Linked DNA regions of Mus musculus: regions 1, 2, 3, 5, 6 and 7 are each linked to region 4. A link is a contact called in public HiChIP or PLAC-seq and promoter capture Hi-C data. All regions are on one chromosome and are shown on one strand. Each heading gives the region's core, a stretch centred on a gene start, on an enhancer-like site or on the middle of the called end of the contact. The rest is flanking DNA. Distances are from core to core; before and after follow the strand shown.

Evidence for each region. HiChIP or PLAC-seq counts read pairs in DNA pulled down with a chosen protein or histone mark. Capture Hi-C pulls out chosen DNA fragments and counts their contacts.
Region 1: an H3K4me3 HiChIP or PLAC-seq map of bone marrow-derived macrophages shows a contact between it and region 4, with 4 times the contacts expected there. The contact joins the enhancer-like site here to the promoter of Rbbp6 in region 4. A contact is called at or near these places in 5 of 39 promoter capture datasets (the 3T3-L1 cell line, the C10 cell line, cranial neural crest and 2 more), 8 of 115 datasets of contacts at active chromatin or transcription factors (acute myeloid leukemia, bone marrow-derived macrophages, effector CD8 T cells and 4 more) and 3 of 9 other capture datasets (adipose tissue, liver and macrophages).
Region 2: a promoter capture Hi-C map of adipose tissue shows a contact between it and region 4, with 3 times the contacts expected there. The contact joins the promoter of Gga2 here to the promoter of Rbbp6 in region 4. A contact is called at or near these places in 18 of 39 promoter capture datasets (the 3T3-L1 cell line, 3T3-L1-derived adipocytes, the C10 cell line and 11 more), 2 of 484 Hi-C or Micro-C datasets (B cells and CD4 T cells), 12 of 115 datasets of contacts at active chromatin or transcription factors (the 230-238 cell line, the SCID.adh cell line, astrocytes and 9 more) and 3 of 9 other capture datasets (adipose tissue, liver and macrophages).
Region 3: an H3K4me3 HiChIP or PLAC-seq map of bone marrow-derived macrophages shows a contact between it and region 4, with 5 times the contacts expected there. The contact joins the enhancer-like site here to the promoter of Rbbp6 in region 4. A contact is called at or near these places in 13 of 39 promoter capture datasets (the 3T3-L1 cell line, the C10 cell line, cranial neural crest and 8 more), 12 of 484 Hi-C or Micro-C datasets (B cells, LSK cells, Th1 cells and 4 more), 20 of 115 datasets of contacts at active chromatin or transcription factors (the SCID.adh cell line, T-cell acute lymphoblastic leukemia, astrocytes and 12 more) and 4 of 9 other capture datasets (adipose tissue, embryonic stem cells, liver and 1 more).
Region 5: a contact with region 4 is called in an H3K4me3 HiChIP or PLAC-seq map of the 230-238 cell line, with 10 times the contacts expected there. The contact joins the promoter of Chp2 here to the promoter of Rbbp6 in region 4. A contact is called at or near these places in 5 of 39 promoter capture datasets (cranial neural crest, hippocampal neurons, liver and 1 more), 1 of 484 Hi-C or Micro-C datasets (bone marrow-derived macrophages), 13 of 115 datasets of contacts at active chromatin or transcription factors (the 230-238 cell line, the SCID.adh cell line, acute myeloid leukemia and 9 more) and 4 of 9 other capture datasets (embryonic stem cells, liver, macrophages and 1 more).
Region 6: a contact with region 4 is called in an H3K27ac HiChIP or PLAC-seq map of microglia, with 6 times the contacts expected there. The contact joins the enhancer-like site here to the promoter of Rbbp6 in region 4. A contact is called at or near these places in 2 of 39 promoter capture datasets (the C10 cell line and hippocampal neurons), 5 of 115 datasets of contacts at active chromatin or transcription factors (the 230-238 cell line, embryonic stem cells, forebrain and 2 more) and 2 of 9 other capture datasets (adipose tissue and macrophages).
Region 7: a contact with region 4 is called in a promoter capture Hi-C map of adipose tissue, with 4 times the contacts expected there. The contact joins the promoter of Cog7 here to the promoter of Rbbp6 in region 4. A contact is called at or near these places in 7 of 39 promoter capture datasets (the HPC-7 cell line, cranial neural crest, embryonic stem cells and 3 more), 1 of 484 Hi-C or Micro-C datasets (extraembryonic endoderm stem cells), 3 of 115 datasets of contacts at active chromatin or transcription factors (embryonic stem cells, large pre-B cells and pro-B cells) and 2 of 9 other capture datasets (adipose tissue and liver).

What each region holds. Positions count from the first base shown.
Region 1 is chr7:122,304,103-122,306,802 of GRCm38.p6, forward strand. All of the region lies in intron 2 of Prkcb (protein kinase C, beta), which reads left to right. Among named protein-coding and RNA genes, the nearest start is that of Gm51497, 9.1 kb to the left of the region's middle. Within about 2 kb of position 1,444, at least 8 of the 459 cell types and tissues checked have an H3K27ac peak or open chromatin away from gene starts, as enhancers often do. A contact at or near this core is called in bone marrow-derived macrophages, where this site is marked.
Region 2 is chr7:122,019,897-122,022,596 of GRCm38.p6, forward strand. Gga2 (golgi associated, gamma adaptin ear containing, ARF binding protein 2) reads right to left here and starts at 1,302. Exons shown (of 17, transcript NM_028758.2): 1 at 1,093-1,302. The coding sequence starts at 1,192.
Region 3 is chr7:122,086,457-122,089,189 of GRCm38.p6, forward strand. It overlaps a transcript of Ndufab1 not described here. Among named protein-coding and RNA genes, the nearest start is that of Ndufab1, 14 kb to the right of the region's middle. Within about 2 kb of position 1,280, at least 41 of the 459 cell types and tissues checked have an H3K27ac peak or open chromatin away from gene starts, as enhancers often do. A contact at or near this core is called in B cells, Th1 cells, adipose tissue and 1 more, where this site is marked.
Region 4 is chr7:122,969,296-122,971,995 of GRCm38.p6, forward strand. Rbbp6 (retinoblastoma binding protein 6, ubiquitin ligase) reads left to right here and starts at 1,269. Exons shown (of 18, transcript NM_011247.2): 1 at 1,269-1,832. The coding sequence starts at 1,667. It overlaps 4930413G21Rik (RIKEN cDNA 4930413G21 gene), which reads right to left and starts at 1,164. Exons shown (of 1, transcript NR_045614.1): 1 at 1-1,164.
Region 5 is chr7:122,218,062-122,220,761 of GRCm38.p6, forward strand. Chp2 (calcineurin-like EF hand protein 2) reads left to right here and starts at 1,435. Exons shown (of 7, transcript NM_027363.1): 1 at 1,435-1,717; 2 at 2,416-2,488; 3 at 2,598-2,678. The coding sequence starts at 1,651. It overlaps Gm51496 (a long non-coding RNA gene), which reads right to left. Exons shown (of 2, transcript XR_003946871.1): 2 at 1-12.
Region 6 is chr7:122,327,989-122,330,688 of GRCm38.p6, forward strand. The region is part of intron 2 of Prkcb (protein kinase C, beta); the gene reads left to right. Among named protein-coding and RNA genes, the nearest start is that of Gm51497, 33 kb to the left of the region's middle. Within about 2 kb of position 1,388, at least 29 of the 459 cell types and tissues checked have an H3K27ac peak or open chromatin away from gene starts, as enhancers often do. A contact at or near this core is called in macrophages and microglia, where this site is marked.
Region 7 is chr7:121,980,274-121,982,973 of GRCm38.p6, forward strand. It overlaps Cog7 (component of oligomeric golgi complex 7), which reads right to left and starts at 1,420. Exons shown (of 17, transcript NM_001033318.3): 1 at 1,144-1,420. The coding sequence starts at 1,312.

The DNA of each region.
Region 1 (2,700 bases), core at 194-2,693, 670 kb before region 4:
GGACTCTGCAGAGGACTGCTTCCAGCTGGAGCTTGAATTCACTGTGTGTTTATATTCTCTGTGGTCCCTGGGTAGGTGGCAGCCCCAATGACAGCTGGCCTCATTCTCTTTCCCTTCTGGCTTTCTCTGATTTGGGGCCCAAGGACCACAGGGGGCCAGAATGCTGCAGATGGGACAAAAAGTCAAGTCCAAGAAAAAAAATGAAATCGGGGTTAGGGAGGTGGTGATGAAAAAGAGTGGAGGGAGGGAGAGAGCAGAAAGAGAGAATGGAGGGGGGAGAGGAGAGAAGAAGGGAGGGACAGAGGGAGGGGTAGAGAGAGGAAGAGAGAAAGAGAGAGAGAGGATAGGGAGAGGGAGGGAGGAGAAAGAGAAAATGGAGAGGGGGGAGAGAGGGAGGGAGGGATGGAGGAAGAGAGAGGGAGAGAGGGAGAGAGAGAGGGGGAGAGAGAGAGGGAGAGGGAGAGAGAGAGAGAGAGAGAGAGAGAGAGAGAGAGAGAGAGAGAGAGAGAGATTGATTCTGCAGTCCCTAGAAGGGCCTAATTTGTTGGACAGATGAGTCAAAGGAATTTTCCATTTCCTGGACATCCTCAAGTAAGATTCTTACTGCAGCTGACTCAGGCTGACATTTACTGAGTGCTCACTATGTGCCTGGCACTGTTCTAAGTACTTTACATATATTAACTTATTTAATCAGTGCATCAGCCCCATGCAGCAGCCGCTGCTACTGTTCTTGGAACATGCTGGGAAAAATGGAACCATAAAGACTTGAGAGATTTTCCAAGCATATACACAGTTACAATCCAAACACAGACCGAGTTTCAGGATTGTTTAAAGGGAAGGTAGTGCTCTGGAACTGCGGTGACAATGAGTGATGGTGATAGTGACTATGGTCATGATGCTGATGATGGTCTTAATGATGGTGACGGTGGTGTTGATGACTGTTGATGGTGATGATGATGATGGTGTTGACAGTATTGATGGTAATGATGGTGTTGATGGTGTTGATGGTGATGATGATGGTGTTGAGGGTGATGATGATGGTGTTGACAGTATTGATGGTGATGATGGTGTTGATGGTGATGATGATGGTGATGATGGTGTTGATGGTGGTGGTGATGACAATGATGACAATGGTGTTGAAGCTCCTAATGTTTGAATCCTTTCAATGAGCTGATCATTTCACAAATTTTATCCCTTTGAGTGTTCACCTTCCCCATTCACATGTGAGAGAACTGGCTCAGAGAAGATAAGCATTTCTTAAAGAACTGCAGAGCTCAGACTGAATCCAAGGCTCTTTGAATCAGAGTTTGAGTTTCCAGACACCAAAGTGAAGGCACAAGATGGCCCAGGATGGGAAAGGATGGCACGGGCAGACAGCAGCAGCCATCGTGAGGGAAACAGGCAACACTTGAGAGGAAGTGGAAGGCATCTGGAGGGAACAATGCTTCCTATTCAGTCTCCCGCTGCTGAGGAAGCTTGAGCCTCAGTAGATTTCAGTCTTAGTGTATGTAAGGAGCTTAGAAGGCTGTTTTCAAGTTTCTCAATATTCCTATGGCTACAGTCAGCTGAGTTCTTCAGGCTTAAGTTTTCTGCCAGGAGGGTATCTTAAGTACTATGTAAGTTTCTGAGTCATTTGGAAGGAAAGGGATTGCACACAGTAGGTGCTTTAGTAGGACCTAGTACTTCCCCCACAGAGCTGAGCTGAACTGGGTGCTTCATACATCTCGCTGGAGGCCCGTAGCACATTAGGAGGTGAGTCCATTAGAAATTCTGCAAGGCAGCTGGGGTCGAGAGGTGTTAAGTGGCCTGCCCAGACCTCAGAGCTTGGAAGGACAGATGTTTATTTGACTTATGAATAGGTTACATCTCAACAACCCCACTGTGAATTGTAAATACTTTGAAGTTGAAAGTCAATGCCATTAACCAATGGAACAGCACAGCTTAGCAACCAGCACACTGTGTTGAGTGTTACCGCAGCGTCGTATGAAGCTACATATTATGGACAAGGATCACAGTTCAGAATTCAAAATGGGGCTTTAGAGAATTCTCTATTGCTTTCGTACCAACATAAAGTAGAGCAACGCCCTCCATAACTTGAACCTCCATAAATTGGGGCATCTCTATATGTGAACAGAGTGACCAACCAAGCCAGCCATGTTCCTAGACACACAGGTTCGCTGGCAGCAGTCTTTGGCCAAGGTGTGGTAGGAGGCACAGCAGGGTGTGGGATCTGATGTGGGAAGTCTGAGCTCTTTCCCCATTCCCACCCATAATAACAGGGGCTGGTGGCACAGGGTGGTCTATCTGGCATGTTCACCCACCTGGTGTAGTATAGGGGAAGTAAGACACAATGCGTGCTTCTGCCCTCAAGCACAATGGTGGGCAGACTCATAAGCCAGGGTCTACAGGTAGCTGGGAGGGCAGGGGCAAAGGAGAGGGCGCAGCTCATTTCTCAGGGTTTCAGGGAGGCTGACACAGGGCCTAAGTTGGTGTTTGTGGTTTGAGGAAGAGGAGGAAGGGAGGGAGGAAGAGGGAAGGGGGAGAGAGAGAGAGAGAGAGAGAGAGAGAGAGAGAGAGAGAGAGGGAGAAGGAGGAGGATGAGGATGAGGAGGAAGAAGAAGAGGAGGAAGAGAAATGTGGGCAAGGCGGGAAGAGGAGCAAGGGGGACAAGACACTGGAGGAAAGAAAGTGGTGAAGATC
Region 2 (2,700 bases), core at 52-2,551, 950 kb before region 4:
TCTCCAACAGCTTCTCCTACATGTTGAAATAGAAAGCTATAGGCCTGCAATGACTCAGAAGATAAAGGTGCCTGTGACCAAGCCTTGTGGCCTGAGTTCGAGCCCTGGAACCCACAGAAGAGCCTAAGGAGAGAAACGACACCCTGACCCCTTCCCCAGTTGTTCTCTGTTCTCCACGAGCCAGGAGCAGCACGCCCCACCCCAAATACACAACATGTAATAAAAATGTTTAAATAATGCAGTCCCTTCTGCGGCGCTCACGCGTCTTACTTCATTAGCAAATTAGTCTGAGGTCTCTTTTCTGGATTCTCTGAGCTTTAAGCTTTGCACTCCTGGCCAACAGGCCTACTCGCTCCCAGAATGTTGTACATTCTCATCCTGAGTTTTTGCAGTTTCCTGTCTGGAATATGGCCTCCTCCATTGTCCACACACTGTATACCAGCTATGACAAGCCCCAGGTAAACAAAACAGCCCCTAACTACGTTCAACAAGCGCCCCTCCTCCAGCTTCTGTTGAGAAGGTGCTGTTCTGGTAGCCAGTAGCCAATGAACATGTCTTTGTGAGCAATGTCCCAGTGTTACCATCTCAGTGCACCCAGCACGTAGTGGAGCCCACCCAAGGGGTGGATTCTTTATTCTCTCTGAACCTCAATTCCTCAGATAAAGAGAGAACCTTTAGAACCGCACCCCCAGAGATCACCGTTAAGCTAAGACAAGGAACAATTAAGTCTGGCCAGAGTAAATATGCACCGAGGCATAAAAGCTGGTTTTGCTCTTAAAGGTAGCAGCCACTTAAGCTCTTAGACTCAATGATCTGCAAAAAAGCTGCATCGCCCGCACGGGTTAGTAAACCCAGGTACTCTCGGTCCTGCGACCAGACTAACAATGGCTGAAACGCTTTCTGCACAGTGCTTGGCACAAGAGATCGCTAAGCATTCGCGCTCCAGCTGTTAAGTGGTGCCGCCCGGCCACTGAGCCATGGCGTGGTCTGAGGTCCCCAGAATCCCCTGGGTGAGTCTAGAGGCCCCCTCCCGCCGCGGAGGACAACCAGGGCGGCGGGAAGCAGGATCACGTGTGGCGCGATGCTACTCACTGAGCCACAGCTCCAGCGCCGCCGCTGCCCCAGGGCCGCCCTCCGCCGACTCGGTCCCTGCCGGGGATCCGGTCCCCGCTGCCACTGCCGTCGCTGCCATCTGCCCAGCCCAGCGCTGCGGCCGCAGTCACTCCTGCCCAAAAGCTGCAGCCACCGCCGCCGCCTAGCCTTCGCTCCAGCTGCCGACGCGGCAGACACTGAGAGGCACGTGACGGGGCGGGCCCTATTGGACACGCCCATTTCTGGGCCCTGTCCCGCCCCCACGCACCTCCTCCCGGCCACCTCCAACTCACGAGGTCTTTTTTTTTTTTTTTTTTTTTTTTTTTTGTGCAAGACCACTTGAAAGGTCAAAAGCCAAGCTAGTTAGGTATTGATTGTCCCCTCTTCTTCAGAAGCAGGGTTCCCAGAAAAGATACTGGACGCCTGGCTAAATCTGAATTTCAGATAAAGAATCATTCTTTCAGCATTTTTATTAGGGTCTTCTCCGAGTATGTATCTTCCATTCGGGTTTCTGACACACTTTTTTTTGATGACACATTGCATCATAATTCATAAAACAGTTATTTTTATGAAAAGATACTTTTCTCAAAAAAACAGGTCAGAGGCAGGCGGATCTCTGAGTTTGAGGCCAGCCTGGTCTACAAAATGAGTTCCAGGACAGTCAAGGCTACACAGAGAAACCCTGTCTCGAACACCCATCCCCCCCCAAAAAAAAGAAATAAAAAACAGGTCGTGATTCTCATACCCTAAAAAGTGAACACATTAATTATATATAAACATACCTTTTTCTAACTGTTTTGAGTTAAGGTCTCATGTAACCAGCTGGCTTTGATCACTGCATAGCTGAGGAGGACCCAGAATTCTTGGTCATCCTGCCACTGTGGTACAAACTTGATTACAAGAATGTACTACCAGTACAGCTTTGTTGTTATGGTTTTTGTTTTTGCTTTTGAGAAAGGGTTTCTCATACTCATTAGTCCAAGATGGCCTTTGAATGATAAAAGCTAAGATCCTAAAAACCTGTAGTAAAATCCTTTTGCCTCAACCTCCCAAAAGCTGGAACTACAGGTGTGAGCTACCATGCCAGCCTAACATGAAATATTTTCCTTTATTTAACTCTTGAACTTAAATGAAGGAATCAAGTAGATGTTGTATTAATATGTCCACAAGAAAAGCCAAAGAGAAAAATCTATGTAAAAATAAAGGACTGTTGAGACAAACATGCAAATGGGCATAAGACTGGCTCCAGCCAGTGGAGAAAGAGGTCTGTCCAGTGGACAGGATTAATATGCATGTCTAGAGGCCAGCATAATTTTGCCATTGCTGTCAATGATCTACTACTAACAACTCTGCTAAGACTGAAGGAGGCCTTAGCCTGGAAGGCAGTCAAGACTGCGCACGAGGTCCCTCTGAAGCACCAGATCCTTCCACACTGTCCCTATCATTCCCCACCCTCAATGTCACACCCCAGTACATACACACACACACACACACACAGAAGGATTTTAATTTGCATAGACCTGGACCACCAGCATACCAAATGGGGCTTGGCATACCAGTAAGTATCTGTTGAATGGACACATAAATAGTGGGGACAGTCAGGGGTAA
Region 3 (2,733 bases), core at 30-2,529, 880 kb before region 4:
TACAAAAGCCTTCCAGGCACCTGTTCCCCAGCCTTGGCTGGAGTATGTCAGTTTTCATATCCTTTACAATACTTCCATTCCTGAATTACTAACAACATATTTTAAAACGTACATGTTAACCATCTATCTCTGATGTGTCTTGGTAGTGACCATTACTAATTCACACTTTGGTACCTTTCTTTTTTTTCCTTCCTCATTTTGGCATGTTTTATAAAAGTAGGAGCATGCTACTTATTTCTACTTCATTGTTTTGAGACAAGCTGCACTGTAGCCTCCAGGCTAGCCTTGAACTAAATGCGTAGCCAAGGGTAATCTTGAACTTCCAATCCTTTCACCTCAATCTCCTAACACTGGGGTTATAGGCATGCATTTTATTTTTGCTTAAAATAGCAGCTTTTCTTATTCTGCATATTTGTTTCTGTTCAACCAACCCCACTCAGAGTTTGATGATCTTGGGACTCAAGGTGCTTGAGATTATATATAGTGATGCACACTTTGGCGCTCTGGCAGACATCCAATTACAAGTCCTTAGTATCGTCCTTTTCAAATGTGTATTGAAGCTTCCTCTCACCTTTTGACAGATTTGACAGTTGAAAGAATGGTACTGTGAATTCAGAGACTCACCCTAACTAGTCATCAGTTAGTGGTTTTGGTTTGGTTTTTTTCCCCCAGGGTGATTTCAAAGTCAACTGTTGACGTACTTCACTCCTAACTATATCTAGGCAGCTTAGTTATTCTAACTGCTGTACCTAAGAAATTTCACTTTGTCTTTCACATACGGGCAGCTTAGTCACCCCAAATGTCTACTTCCTAGAGCTTTCCAGCTCCATGGTTACGAGGTACCGTCTCTCTGGTCTTTGATTTCCAACAGTCATGCTGCCTTTCCCGGAACAGCAGTGTGGGTTTCACTTCTGTACTCTCTCACTGTCATCTTGCTTACAGGACTGTAGCAAGAACACCTGGTGGGTGACGTTCAGAACAGCTTTAGCTCGCATTACTGTAGGTACTGTCACAGAAACTCGAAAGGTTCCCCTGGCCCTCCTGCGGGGCGCGGTTAGGACTGTGTGAAGGATATATATATAGTGAGGAGACTATGAAGAAGCTGAGTTAGAGGGACTGGGAGACAAGGGCTGGAGACAGAGCTATTTCCAGGTCTTTTCAGTGCTGGGCATAGAACCTAGGGCCTCATGCATTCTGAGCAAATGTTCAATCACAGAGCTCTATCTCCAGCCACAAGGGCTCATGAGAGTCACCCAGGGCACAAAAAAAGAGGAAATTACCCAAACAAGCTTGCCAGCTAGATTAGCTGAAACAGCAAGCAGTGAACTCTGCCTCAGTATGTAAAGTGGAGAACAATGCAAGCAGGCACTTAGCATCAACCCCTGTCTTTGACACGTGAACATGCACACAGAACTTACACATCAACTCTATGTATTCTGTTCTCTGATTTGTAGTGTGGACTGCTCTATGTGGTCAGTTTGCTGCCTATCAGAGCTCAAAATCCTTATTGAAACCATCCCTGTGAATTCTTAGAGCAGAGAGGTGTTTAGCATTTCAGCAAAAAAGACCCTAAATGTGTAAGCCAGTGAGCTGGAGACGCATCCAGAGTGATGTGACTAGGCCAGATGTGTGGGAGAGGAGAGACAAGGTCAAGGCCTGATGGCAGGCACTACTTAGTGATCTTCAGCAGAAACGATCCACATGCATTTTTGCGCCAATTCTTCAGCTACCCTGGGATTTAAAGTAGCCATTTACAACTTTGGGGAATATTCCCAAAATAACCTGGAGTAAGTTCCAGTCAGCAGCCACATCCATCCTGTGTTTTTCACTCTTGGTTGTCAGTGTGTAGTAAATACTCCAGCTCTTCATGGAATAAAGACATCTGTAAAGACAGACTCCTTAGTGCTCTGTGATGGCTGCTTTACATGATCTTTTCCTAAATGTTTACCCAGTCTCACTAAGATGGCAGCCCAAATATGAGCTGAACAAAGATGACACCAAAGGACAGGGCAAAGTGAAGAGAAAAAACTCCTGAGGCCTTAACCCTACATGCAGAACTGTAGGCACTTGAGGAAAGCTGGGAGCAGCAGGTGTCTTCTCCAGAAAAGAGCATTCCAAGTGACTGACTGTTCAGTGCCAGACTGCCAGCCCTAAAAGAGTACATACAAGTCATACTGTATGGACTGAACAAGTTATACTTAGGAATGTATGTGTATATAGAGATACACATATAACAACCAAGAAGTGGCCATGATTTTGAAGGAGTGGGGAGAGGTATATGGGAAGGTTTGAAGGAAGGGAAAAGGAGTATATTGTAATCTCAAACTAATTTAAAAGGAGGGTGGTAGCTGGGCAGTGGTGGCGCATGCCTTTAATCCCAGCACTTGGGAGGCAGAGGCAGGCAGATTTCTGAGTTCCAGGCCAGCCTGGTCTACACAGAGTTCGAGGACAGCCAGGGCTACACAGAGAAAGAAACCCTGTCTTGAAAAACAAAGCAAAACAAACAAAAAGAAATGTGTCTTTCTTCGGGCTGGTAAGATGGTTCAGTGTGTAAGAGCACTGACTGCTCTTCCAAAGGTCCTGAGTTCAAATCCCAGCAACCACATGGTGGCTCACAACCACCCATAATGAGATCAGACACCCTCTTCTGGTGCGTCTGAAGACAGCTACATTGTACTTATTTATAATAATAAATATAAAAAAAGGGGAGGATGGTAGCTGAGGGTGTAGCAC
Region 4 (2,700 bases), core at 19-2,518:
ACATTTATTAGGCCCCCTGTATTGAGGCACAGATATGCCAGGCATGGTCTTAAATATTGAAATATACTCATGGATTTAATTCTTTATTCTCTGACAGCGTCTTTGGGAGAACGGAGTTACTTCCGACCTAGGAGACTGGGCTCCAGAATTTGCAAACATCAGCGGTCAACGCGGTGCCTAGTACAAGGTAAGAGTCGGACACAGCTCTTAAGATGCTGCTGGTGGTGATGATGGTCCATTCTCACCAGCAGCTTTGGAAGAGCTCAGGGTATACAGTCTGTTAGGAGAGGAGTTGGTGAGCAGCCATCACAGTGATGAGACTCGTGCGTGGGTGGAATTCGCGGTTCACCCCCTCCGCACTTTGGGGCCTCCGCCGCTTAAGCGCCCCTTCCAGACCCGCCCGGTGGGACGGTCCGCCTCCCCCTCTCTGCGGACCCACGTAGTTTCTCCTGTTCTCCGCGTAGCCTCAGGTTCCACGCCGCAAGTCACAAAGCGCCGGGTCACGTGGGCGGGCCGGTGCGCTTTGTGACGCAGACGGCCCCGCCCCCGGCCCGCCTATCGGCGCACGCCCAAGCCCCGCCTCGCGTGCGCCGCCCGTGCAGTCCCTGCTTAAGAGACCCCGGAGTGGGGGCGCTCGCCCGAAGCCAGGCCGCGTCCGCCATAGTGCCTGGCGCGGAGGTGTCGTCGGCGCAGGGTGCGGGCCGGAGAGCGCCCGGGGTTGGGGGGGCAGAACAAAAAAAAAATAATAATAATAAAGAGGGAATCCAGCGACGCCCTCGCCGCCGCCCGACCGTTTCCGGGCTTCCCGACGCGGTCGTGGGCTCAGAGGCGACAGGAGCGGGAGCAGCGCGAGGAGCAGCAAGAGGAAGAGTCGGGCAGCCTCGGTGGTGTCCCCGGGGCCAACGAAGCCGCCTTCCGGGGCCCGGGGTGGTGAGGAAGGGCCTCGCGGCCTAGCTGGGCCCCGCACCGGCTTTGTGTCAGGCGGCGGCGGGGGGGAGGCGGAGCCGAACCGGGCGGCCGCTGGAAGGCCTCTCCTCCGCCGACCGCGCGATCTCGGCCTAGGCCGCGGGCCGCTCGTGGCCTCCGGGGAGCAGGCGCCAGGGTGTGTGTGCGGTGGGGGCCTGGGCCTGGGGACGCCGACGCCGGTCGTCCGGAAGCCGGGAGGAGGCGAGAGGCCGCTCGTGGACTCCGGGCCTAGGCCCTCTCCCCGCAACCTTCTCCCGGGGCCTGGGTCACCCCCATCCACGGAGAGAGACTAGCCGGGAGGTGCGGCCGCTATGGACCCCTGACCCCGCGGGGTCATTCGGACTCTAACGTGTGGACTGACCGCTACTGACTGCACCGCCTGCCCCCGTCTCCTGCCGGCCCTTAGCATGAGCGAGTGGGACCCAGCCGGGTGACATTGTGCCGGTTGGCGGATCCTCGATTGCCCCCTTTCCTGTCTTGCTCCTCCCTCATGAAGCGATTCTGAGTACGGGGGGTTCCGGATTATTGTTCTCACGGACCCCCGCTTGTGGTTGGGGGGGTATTTAATCTGAGGCCTTAGGGTCCTTCGTTGTCTTTTGAGTGTTTTGTGTGTGTACATATTTTGCTCTTAAGTTTATAAATATACATATATTGAGAGTGTCCACGTCTCCTCGCTGAACCTTAGGAATCTTTTGCCACAATGTCCTGTGTGCACTATAAATTTTCCTCTAAACTCAACTACGACACCGTCACTTTTGATGGGCTCCATATCTCCCTCTGCGATTTAAAGAAGCAGATTATGGGGAGAGAAAAGCTGAAAGCTGCCGATAGCGATCTGCAGATCACCAACGCACAGACGAAAGAAGGTAAGAGGCACACGGGCCGCAGATATTTATTGGGGGGAGGGGGGGGCGTCAAGGTTGGTATTTTAAGTTTCTTGTTTCAGGCTTGAACTCCATTCTTACCCGTTGTCATACACAGAGTTTCATTGATAGCCAAGGATTGCAGCACCCGACCTTGGAGTTTAACTGGCCTTCTGAATGCTGGGATCTGTCTTACCTAGCAGGCTGGTTTTCAAAATGGGGCCCCACCTCCTCCTTAATTAAAGTTTTTTAAACAGTGGGATTGGGTTGAAAAGAGAAAAGGGTTGCTACCTGAGTCTGTTGGGTGTTTGCCTTGTGGCCTTTCCCTAACTTGTTTTTCCATCAGGAGAGGAAAGCCTGTGTAAGGTTTCCTATTGGTTAAAGCAGCAGTAGATATAACTTGTTGGCTAATCTAGCAGCGTTTTGAAGCTGATAGCAATTGTCCACTGGCCTTTTATTTATTTATACGGGGTTGCTTGTAGAAAAGGTATTTTTGAGGATTTAGTTAGTGCTGGAATTGGTTTTGTATTTAAAAAAATGTTCTGAGGTGAACACTCTGAGGTGTAATTCCAGAATTAGTGATATTTACTCAAAAGTTATATTCTGTAGCCCAGACTGGCCTCCAACCCCAACAACCCCTTTTGAGCTTCCCAAGTGTGGGGAATGCAGGTGTTAGACCACACTTAACTGTTAAGCAGTTCAGAAAAGTTTCAAAGTGCAAGGCCCTGGGCTCTTCATCCGACACCACCAAAATATATGTGTGTGTGTTTTTCTAAAAAGAATGCTACCATGTGTGAATGTAAGTAAGCCACTGGTTATAAAATTTGAGCTCTTCATTTTAAAAGTAATTGGGTCTAGGTCCCATCTGTCT
Region 5 (2,700 bases), core at 185-2,684, 750 kb before region 4:
ACTCTTCTTTCACTAATCACAGAAATGGAGGAGGAGGCTTCATTATTAATATCATCCTAATAGATAATAAACGGACCCAAGGTAGAAGGGTTAAAGGGCACCCCTGCCTGTGTTCATGTGGGACAATGTTAGCAGGGGGCTGTCTAGGTATCAGCACAGTGCCCCATCCTACGCCTGAGGGTACCCTACCACGGATGTTGTTGTTCAAAACAAACATCGAGGAGAATCAATCTGGAATTCGGCCTCGATTCTTCTAAAAATACTTTATTGAATGTCACTAAATTCCTGTCCACAGTTCAGGTTGTGTTCAGTTTGCTCTTATAGGGCCCCTAAAATTGCAAATTCTCCGAGTTGAGTTCTAGCATACTGGTTCTGGGTGTTACATGGACTATATGATCTAGATAGACATCGGTTCTTCATGACCTGCCCGTGCTTCTCCATTTCTGTCTCAGCACATCCTCTTCAGATGCTTATGTTCTGATAGAATGCTGTGTGAATGTGCCAACTGTGAGGTGACTGTTTAGGATTTTAAGCCAGGTCACAGACTTCAGCTTGTTGGTGTTGGGAACTGGTGAGAAGCCTAAGAGGTTACACACCTGTTGTCACATTGGGAGAGTGAACATGGGTTGTTTGGGCACTGTGGCAAATAGCCTCTCGTTCAAGATATCAAAATGTCTAGGAATTTCCCCAGCCCACTGCAATGTGTCAAACCCTGTGGAAAATAGCCTCTTGTTCGAGATATCAAAATGTCTAGGAATTTCCCCAGCCCACTGCAATGTGTCAAACCCAGGGCCTTGGGCTTGTATGGCAGGTGATGCCATCCCACTCAGTCGCAAAGTTAGCCCCAGAATTTCTGATTTCTCAGAGAATCCATGAGTCTGGATTTTGGATAAATCTTAACACATTTGTTTGTTTTGAGAAACAAGGAAGCCTAGGTTGGCTTAGGACACATGTAGCTCAGAGTAGCCACCCACTCATGGCTAATTTCCTGCGTCAACCTCCTCAGTGCTGGTGTCCGGAGGCTTCGTGAATCTTAAGAATTAGTTCAGCCACAGGATAATCCCACATAGACAAAACATCGTGGCCTTATGTAGAATAAGGAGAGCGTAATTGGGATTCCCGTCTATGCTGTACCACTTAGTGGAGCCCGGACTTCCCCATCCCCATCCCTCCTGCCCAGGGAGCCGTCCCTGCTCCCTGCCCCCTGCCCCCTCTTCTGCTCCCCAGAAGAAAATCTTCATCCTGCCCAGTAGGATTTAAACTGAGTGAGCAGCACTGGCTGAGCGGATCTGGGAGGTCCTGTGGAGGAGGTGGGTTTGTGTCTAGGGAGTGTTGGGAGAAAACTGGCTCACACAGGCGTGAGGAAGGCGGGGCCCTGGCATCGCTGCCCAGCCTCTGGCGACCTCAATCTCCAGGCTGAAACGACCAGTTGTTTTCAGCCTTCCCCTCTGACCTGCTACTCCGGGCATTGTTTTCTGTTCTCCCAGAGTTGTAGGTGGCAGGCGAAAAACGCCTAGATTCTGGCTGCTCTCCAGGACCGTGACCTTCGGCTCTGGGGCCACTGGGCAGCCGCGCCTTTTGGACGGGAGGAGAGAGGAAGCAGAGGACTCCTGGTTCCCCTGGCTGCTCGTCTCCTCCTGTGGCTCTGCCATGGGCTCACGAAGCTCTCATATCGCGCTCATTCCAGACGTGGAGCACATTCGCAGAGAGACAGGCTGTGAGTATGGGTGCTGGTAGTGGTGGTGGTCAGCGCAGCCCAGTAGTTCGTGGGCGGGCACAGGAGGAGGTTTAGTGTAGTGTAGTGTTTTGTGTGTGTGTGTGTGTGTGTGTGTGTGTGTGTCACTAGAATGTAGCTTGAGTATTCCAGATCGCAGAGACTTAGAGGGTTTGGAATCTGAGTCTGGGAATTTGCGCCTCTGGAGCTGGGAAACCGAGACCCAGTGTCCGGGTTCGCAAGGTACCTGAGAGCCAAGTTTGAGGCAGTCCGGGTTGATGGACCAGATTCACTCAGGTGTCTTTGAGCTCGGCTGGAGGCTGAAGGCTGAGCTGAGGACAGATGCAGGGGGAGCTATATCCTGGGCTCTGGGAACTTCCTGGGTTCTCCAACCTAGTGTTTTCTGGAGCCAAGCTTTCTCCAGCAGAGTCGACTCCACACACCTGGTCTTGCAAAGGGTAACTCTCTCCCTTTATCCTCGCCCGTGAGCTTCTTCCTTGTGGTTGAAGCTGCGCTGAGGGTGGAGAGATAGAAGACCCTTTTATGTTGGGGGGGGGGGGCGTTAAAGATGAGAATAAGCCCTCTTGTTCCTCGCCCACGCCCCCTGGCCGGGGTTTCTACAGCGCACCCCAAGTCACAAGGGGCCTGGCAATAAAGACCTGTGAGTCCTCTGCGGACTCATCCCCACCTCCTCTCCGCAGTCTCGCAAGCCAGCCTGCTCCGCCTCTACCACCGGTTCCAAGCCCTGGACAGGGATGAAAAGGGCTTCCTAAGGTGAGCAGAACAGATCTTAAGATCTTTTGCCTCTGTTTTTTCTGGCCCCATCCCCTCACTGACACCTCCATCTGCCTCCTTTTTTGCCTTCCTTGCTTTGTCTTCACAGCCGCCTAGACCTCCAGCAGATCGGAGCACTGGCTGTGAATCCACTGGGTGACCGCATTATAGACAGCTTCTTCCCCAACGGGTGAAGTCTCTACTGGCTGACC
Region 6 (2,700 bases), core at 138-2,637, 640 kb before region 4:
GCAGAACTGCTGCAGACGAGAAGAGAGAGATCTAGACTGTGTAAGTCACCGACGTAAGGTTCCAGAAGGGATTTGAGCCATAATCTGACTCAGATATTAGGCCATTCTCAAGACACAGCATTCATGTCCCATACTCAGGTCATTTCTGTATAAACAAATCTCATGGGAAATCCTGTGGATTCCCCACAACATGGGCATGTGAATATTCAGCTAGTATTTTCATAGATTTACATGTTTTGTTTCTAAAGCAGATCAGCCTTGACTTCCTCTCTGTTGCTCTTTTAAAATTTCCCTTTGTGAACATTAATACTTCATTGTATAGAAAGCTAGAGTTCTCTTGGTTTTCCCTTGCAGGATTCCTGGGCAGCCGCTGTATCTGGAGGAGCCTGGGCACTTGTCTGTCTCTTGTTCTTGTGGGATATCTTAGAAGCCCTCTGTCCATGGTGCCATTTATTTCTCCAGCAAATATTAATAACTGACTGTCTGTAATGGAGTAAGGATTAGGTACAGGGGCCTTCGTGGTTGGGCAGGCTTGGATTTGAATTTCAAATCCACTTGATAGATGACCTTGGATAAGTCATTCAATCTCTCTAGACTTAAGCAGCCAATCAAAGAGAATGTCTACCTTTCAGGACTTACTGTGAAGATCACGTGATATAGAACACGTGAAGTGTGACTCCACGGAGCCAATAATAAAAATAAAAACAAAACAACAAGTGATTCTTTCAGTAGACCTACTGTGTGCCAGGCAGTAACCAAACGATGCCAAGTTTCCTTCACCTTTTCTCATTATTTTCCTCTTCTTTCTCTTCTTCTGTTCCTCCCTCCAGAGTTCTCTCCCTTCCTTTGTAGCCTCCTAGTCTCAGATTCTCCATTGTCTTGCCTCAGCCTCCCAGGCACTGCAGGACAGACTCCTATTTCTTTAGGAATGTAATTCACTGATTATTATCAACATTACTACTAACTTAACCCATTTTGGATTTCTTATGCAGTTGGGAGATGGTCTTCTTTGTACCCTCTGCAGCCCCTCTGGCCCACAGTTCCTGAAGACAGCTGCATTGGATATGCAGTTAATGGAAATTCGTGCTGAGAAATATACAGATATATGACACCAGGGGAAAGAATTTCTTTCTGTTGAGACTTGACTCGAATCTCAGCAATCATACAGGACCCAGGGTGTTCGTCTAAAGCTCCACTTCTCATTCCAAGATCCAGCTTTCTCATGAGCACATCTCTCGCTCCTACACTTGACTACAGTCATCTGGCTTGCTCTACTCTCTTTTCTTTTTCCCTTTAGGCTGTTTCTCTTCCTGTTTCCATGTCCCAACCTGACCATGGCAAAGCATAGCTAAAGAAGGTTGTGTGTCCTTATTAATGAATTAATACTTTTGCTGGGTTGAGCTAGCCTTCTGGGACAGGTCCTGTGTCAGAGTGGGTTTTTCTAGGTGTGAGGTCATGGGGGTACTTGATGAAGCAGTGTGTAGCCTGGCCTTGGCTGAAGGCAGTTCTGTGAACCCTCTTCCAGTGTCTCTGTGAATTGGGAGGTAGTTGTCTTCTGGGAGATGGGGAGTTGGTGGGCATGCTCCCGTGAGCCAGATTAGGGCCAGGCTGGGGTATGGGCTGCACGGGGATTGATCACTCAGGGTCTCTTCCCTTGCTTCCTTTCTGTGTTCTCTTCATCCAGGAAGCTGAGTCTGTTGATAGTCAGATAATAGCTTTGTGACCATTTCCCACTTTAAGCATTAGCTAGTGCCAAGGAAGAGGAAACCCTCAAAGCCAGCTGCCTCTGACTCAGACACCATTGGTTTTTTGCCATAACCACCACGTGGCTGCCTTCTTCCAGCCATAGTCTGATTTTTCTCTACCACAACCTGTCTGGGCTGCCCTGAGCTGGCTTGGGTTTGATTGTTTTTGTCAAGATGGAGTTACTTTTTGCCACCTCAAGAAGGGAACCCCTTCTTTGGCGAGAGAGAAATTGAGATTATTCGGTGTCTGGGAGGGTCTTACTGGAGACCATACTTCATGTCTGATGAAGGGCCCTGGCCTTGTGCTCAGAACCTTGTGACAGCTTTTCTGTACCAGGGGCTCTGGAGACTCTCAAAGGCTGGTGGGGTGAATGTGATCTCTGTAAGAGTGTGAGCCCTTCTACCAAAAGAGCAAGATGGCTGGCCATATACCCTTCCTTCCTTCCTTCCTTCCTTCCTTCCTTCCTTCCTTCCTTCCTTCCTTCCTTCCTTCCTTCCTCTTCCCCACCACATTTAATACAGTATAATGATGAGGAGTATAGATGAATCCTGCCTTGGTGTGAACCCCAGCTCTACCTCTCACTGGTGTATGTAGTCTTAGTTAAGTTTATAACCCTTTCCTTGCCTCAGCTGTAAATAAGATGTTGAGGAATAATAACAGAGCATGCTTTATAGAATTATGTGTTCCCTGTTCTCCAGTTCCTTTCCTGCTGAGCATGTTAATAAATATTATTTTTAGAAATAATAAAATATGTAAACAAGAGACAGGGTCCCTCCTGGGCATCTTCCAAGGGACTCTACCCCATTTCCCTATGTTGAGCAAACCTGAAGGTGGTGTCAGGCTTTGTCAGGGGTCATTGTGTTTATGATGGTGATTTTTGAGACACAGTCATACTATATAGCCTGGGGTGACCTTGAATTTGAGGTCTTCCTGTTATGGTCTTCTAAGTATTAT
Region 7 (2,700 bases), core at 170-2,669, 990 kb before region 4:
AGTGAAGCAGCAAGGAGGAGCACTGATTCAGCAACATATATTCTCTCTTTCTCTCTCATTCTCTCTCTCTCTCTCTCCCCCCCCTCTCTCTCGTCTTCTCTCTCTCATTCTCTCTTTCTTCCTCTCTCTCGCTCTCTCTCTCTCTCACACACACACAGTTAAAGTCTTCATTCAGGATGGCCCATCTTCCTTAGCTTACAAAGATATATTAATGGATTTGTGTCATTCTCATATACTGCTAAATACTAGGACCAGTTAACTATTAAATGCTCTCAAAAGTGACTCTTTATGCCAGGCATGACAGAACATGTCTATAATCCCAGAATTTCAGAATCAAAGGCATGAAGATCAAGAGTTCAAGGTCACCCTCCATCATAGAGCAAATTCAAGGCCAGTATGGGTTACATGAGAGTCTATCTACCCCACCACCTCCAAAAGGCCTTCTTTCAAGATTTATTTTTTAATTACATTCACCCATGTTTGTCTGTGTGTCAGTATGTGCATGTGAGTGTTTATGCCCAAGGAGGCCACTGAATCCCATGGAACTGGAGTTACAGGTAGTTGTGTGCCAACTGATGTGGGTGCTGAGAATTAAGTTTAGGTTCTCTACAAGAGTAGTAACCACTGAGCAATTACTCCAAACCCAAAGAGCTTTTTTTGGGGGGGGGGGGCACATATCTGTAATGCCAGAATTAGGGAAGCTGGGGCAGAAGGCGAGTTTGAGGCGAACCTAGGCGACAGAGTGAGACTGTAAATAAGAAGGGGGAAGGAGAAGGAAGAGTAAAAGAGCGTGCGAGAGCCGGCGAGAGCGATCCTATAGCCTAGGCCGGCCTCGAACTCACTTTGCAACTGAAGCTGGCTTTGAATTCCTGACCGTCCAGCACCACCTCCCCAGTGCGGAAATTAACGGCGGTCGCCACCACTCCCAGATTGTTATTATTATTATTATTGGGGTTTTTTTTTTGTTTTTAGTTTTTAGTTTTTAAAGGAAATGTTATGGCATCGTCGGACGTGAACACCAAAGCCTAGACCTAACTCAGACTACTGCAGGGCTCGCTTTCCCACCAAAGGAGAGGCTTGGCCCCTGGGCCCGGTCCTGCAGTCGGGTGCCGGGGCGGGCGGGTGGGCGTCTGCGTGGCTCACCCTCCACGGCGTGGTTCACCTCCTGGATGAACAGCTGCAGCTTCATTACCAGGGTGGCTGCGTGACCGTCCGCCTTCCCCGCCGCCCCGTCTTTGGGGCCGGCTCTGAAGGCCGCATTAATCCAGTCCTTCACGTCGAAGTCGTCAGCCAGGAACTTGGAGAAGTCCATGGCGCGCGGTCTCCGGGTTGGCGCCGAGCGACACCGCCTTCGGGACACCCGTCGAAACCCACCAAGCTTTACTTGCCGCCCCGTCAGCGCACTCGCGCCGAGGCCGAATGTCCCTCGTCGCGCGCCGTACTTCTTCCGGAAGTCGGTGCCTATTACCATAGCAACTGTTCCTGTTAGAGCAGCGAGCTTCGCGCAGTCCGGACAGGTACGACAGTTCGTTTTCTGCTCTTATTTGTCGAGCAGTAAACTAAGTAAACGCGTGTTTCCTCAAGACTAGAAGATTGACGTCTGAGAAGGGAGCAGCTGAGAAATATAAACTCTGTATGTAGGAGTAATGTTGCTAGTTTTCCGTCCTCACTAAATGCATACAGCAGTTTGGGTTTTTTGGTTTTTTGGTTTTTTGGTTTGGTTTGGTTTTGCTTTGAGACAGGGTTTCTCTGTGTAGCCCTGGCTGTCCTGGAACTCACGTTGTAGACTAGGCTGGCCTCGAACTCAGAAATTCGCCTGCCTCTGCCTCCCGAGTGCTGGGATTAAAGGTGTGCGCCACCACGCCCGGCAGCAGTTTGGTTTTTTTTTTAATTTTATTTTATTTTATATGGAGTGTTTTGCCTCTGTATGTGTGTGACCCACTTGCCTGTCTGGTGCGGGCAGAGGCCAGATGAGAATGAAAGATCTCCTGGAAGTGGGATGTTACATGTGGTTATCAATGCTGGGAGTGGAACGCAGGTCCTCTGGAAGAGCTGCCAGTACTATTAACCGCTGGACCATCTCTCCTCATAGATTTCTATAGATTTGATAATGGTCTCCCCTAACTCTGGTCTAATTTCAGTAATCTTCAATAATCTTCAAAAATTACTTTTCCTCCAATTCTTCCACTCATTTTCCATCATTTTCTTTACTAGTTAGGTTTTTTCTTTCTTTCTACCTTTCTTCCTTCTTCCTTTCTTTCTCCGATTTTTTTTTTTTTTTTTGCTCTTGTCTAGTATAGCAAAGTAGAGGATGTTGTTGTTGTTGTGAGGATGTTGTTGTTTGTTTGTTGTTTTTAAAGACGGGTTCCGTTCTTCTATCCTAGAACTCAAACCCATGCCTCAAAGATCGAACCTCCCACATGCTGGGATTTCTGGCTTAAGCCACCACTGCATGTTCTAGCGTTGGTTTCTAATTTAATTCCGTGTATCAGGAACACATATTATGACTCTGTTCTAAATGTACAGAGACTTGCTATGGCCTTAATATTTGTCTGTCATGGAGAAGAGTATATGTGCACTTAAAAATATGTACAGTACCCAAAAGGAGGACATGGTGTTGTGGGGAATGGATACAGCTAAAGGTAATAAGCAAAAGAAGCCAGAAGACGAAGTTCACGTTTTCTCTCAGTTCTGGATCCA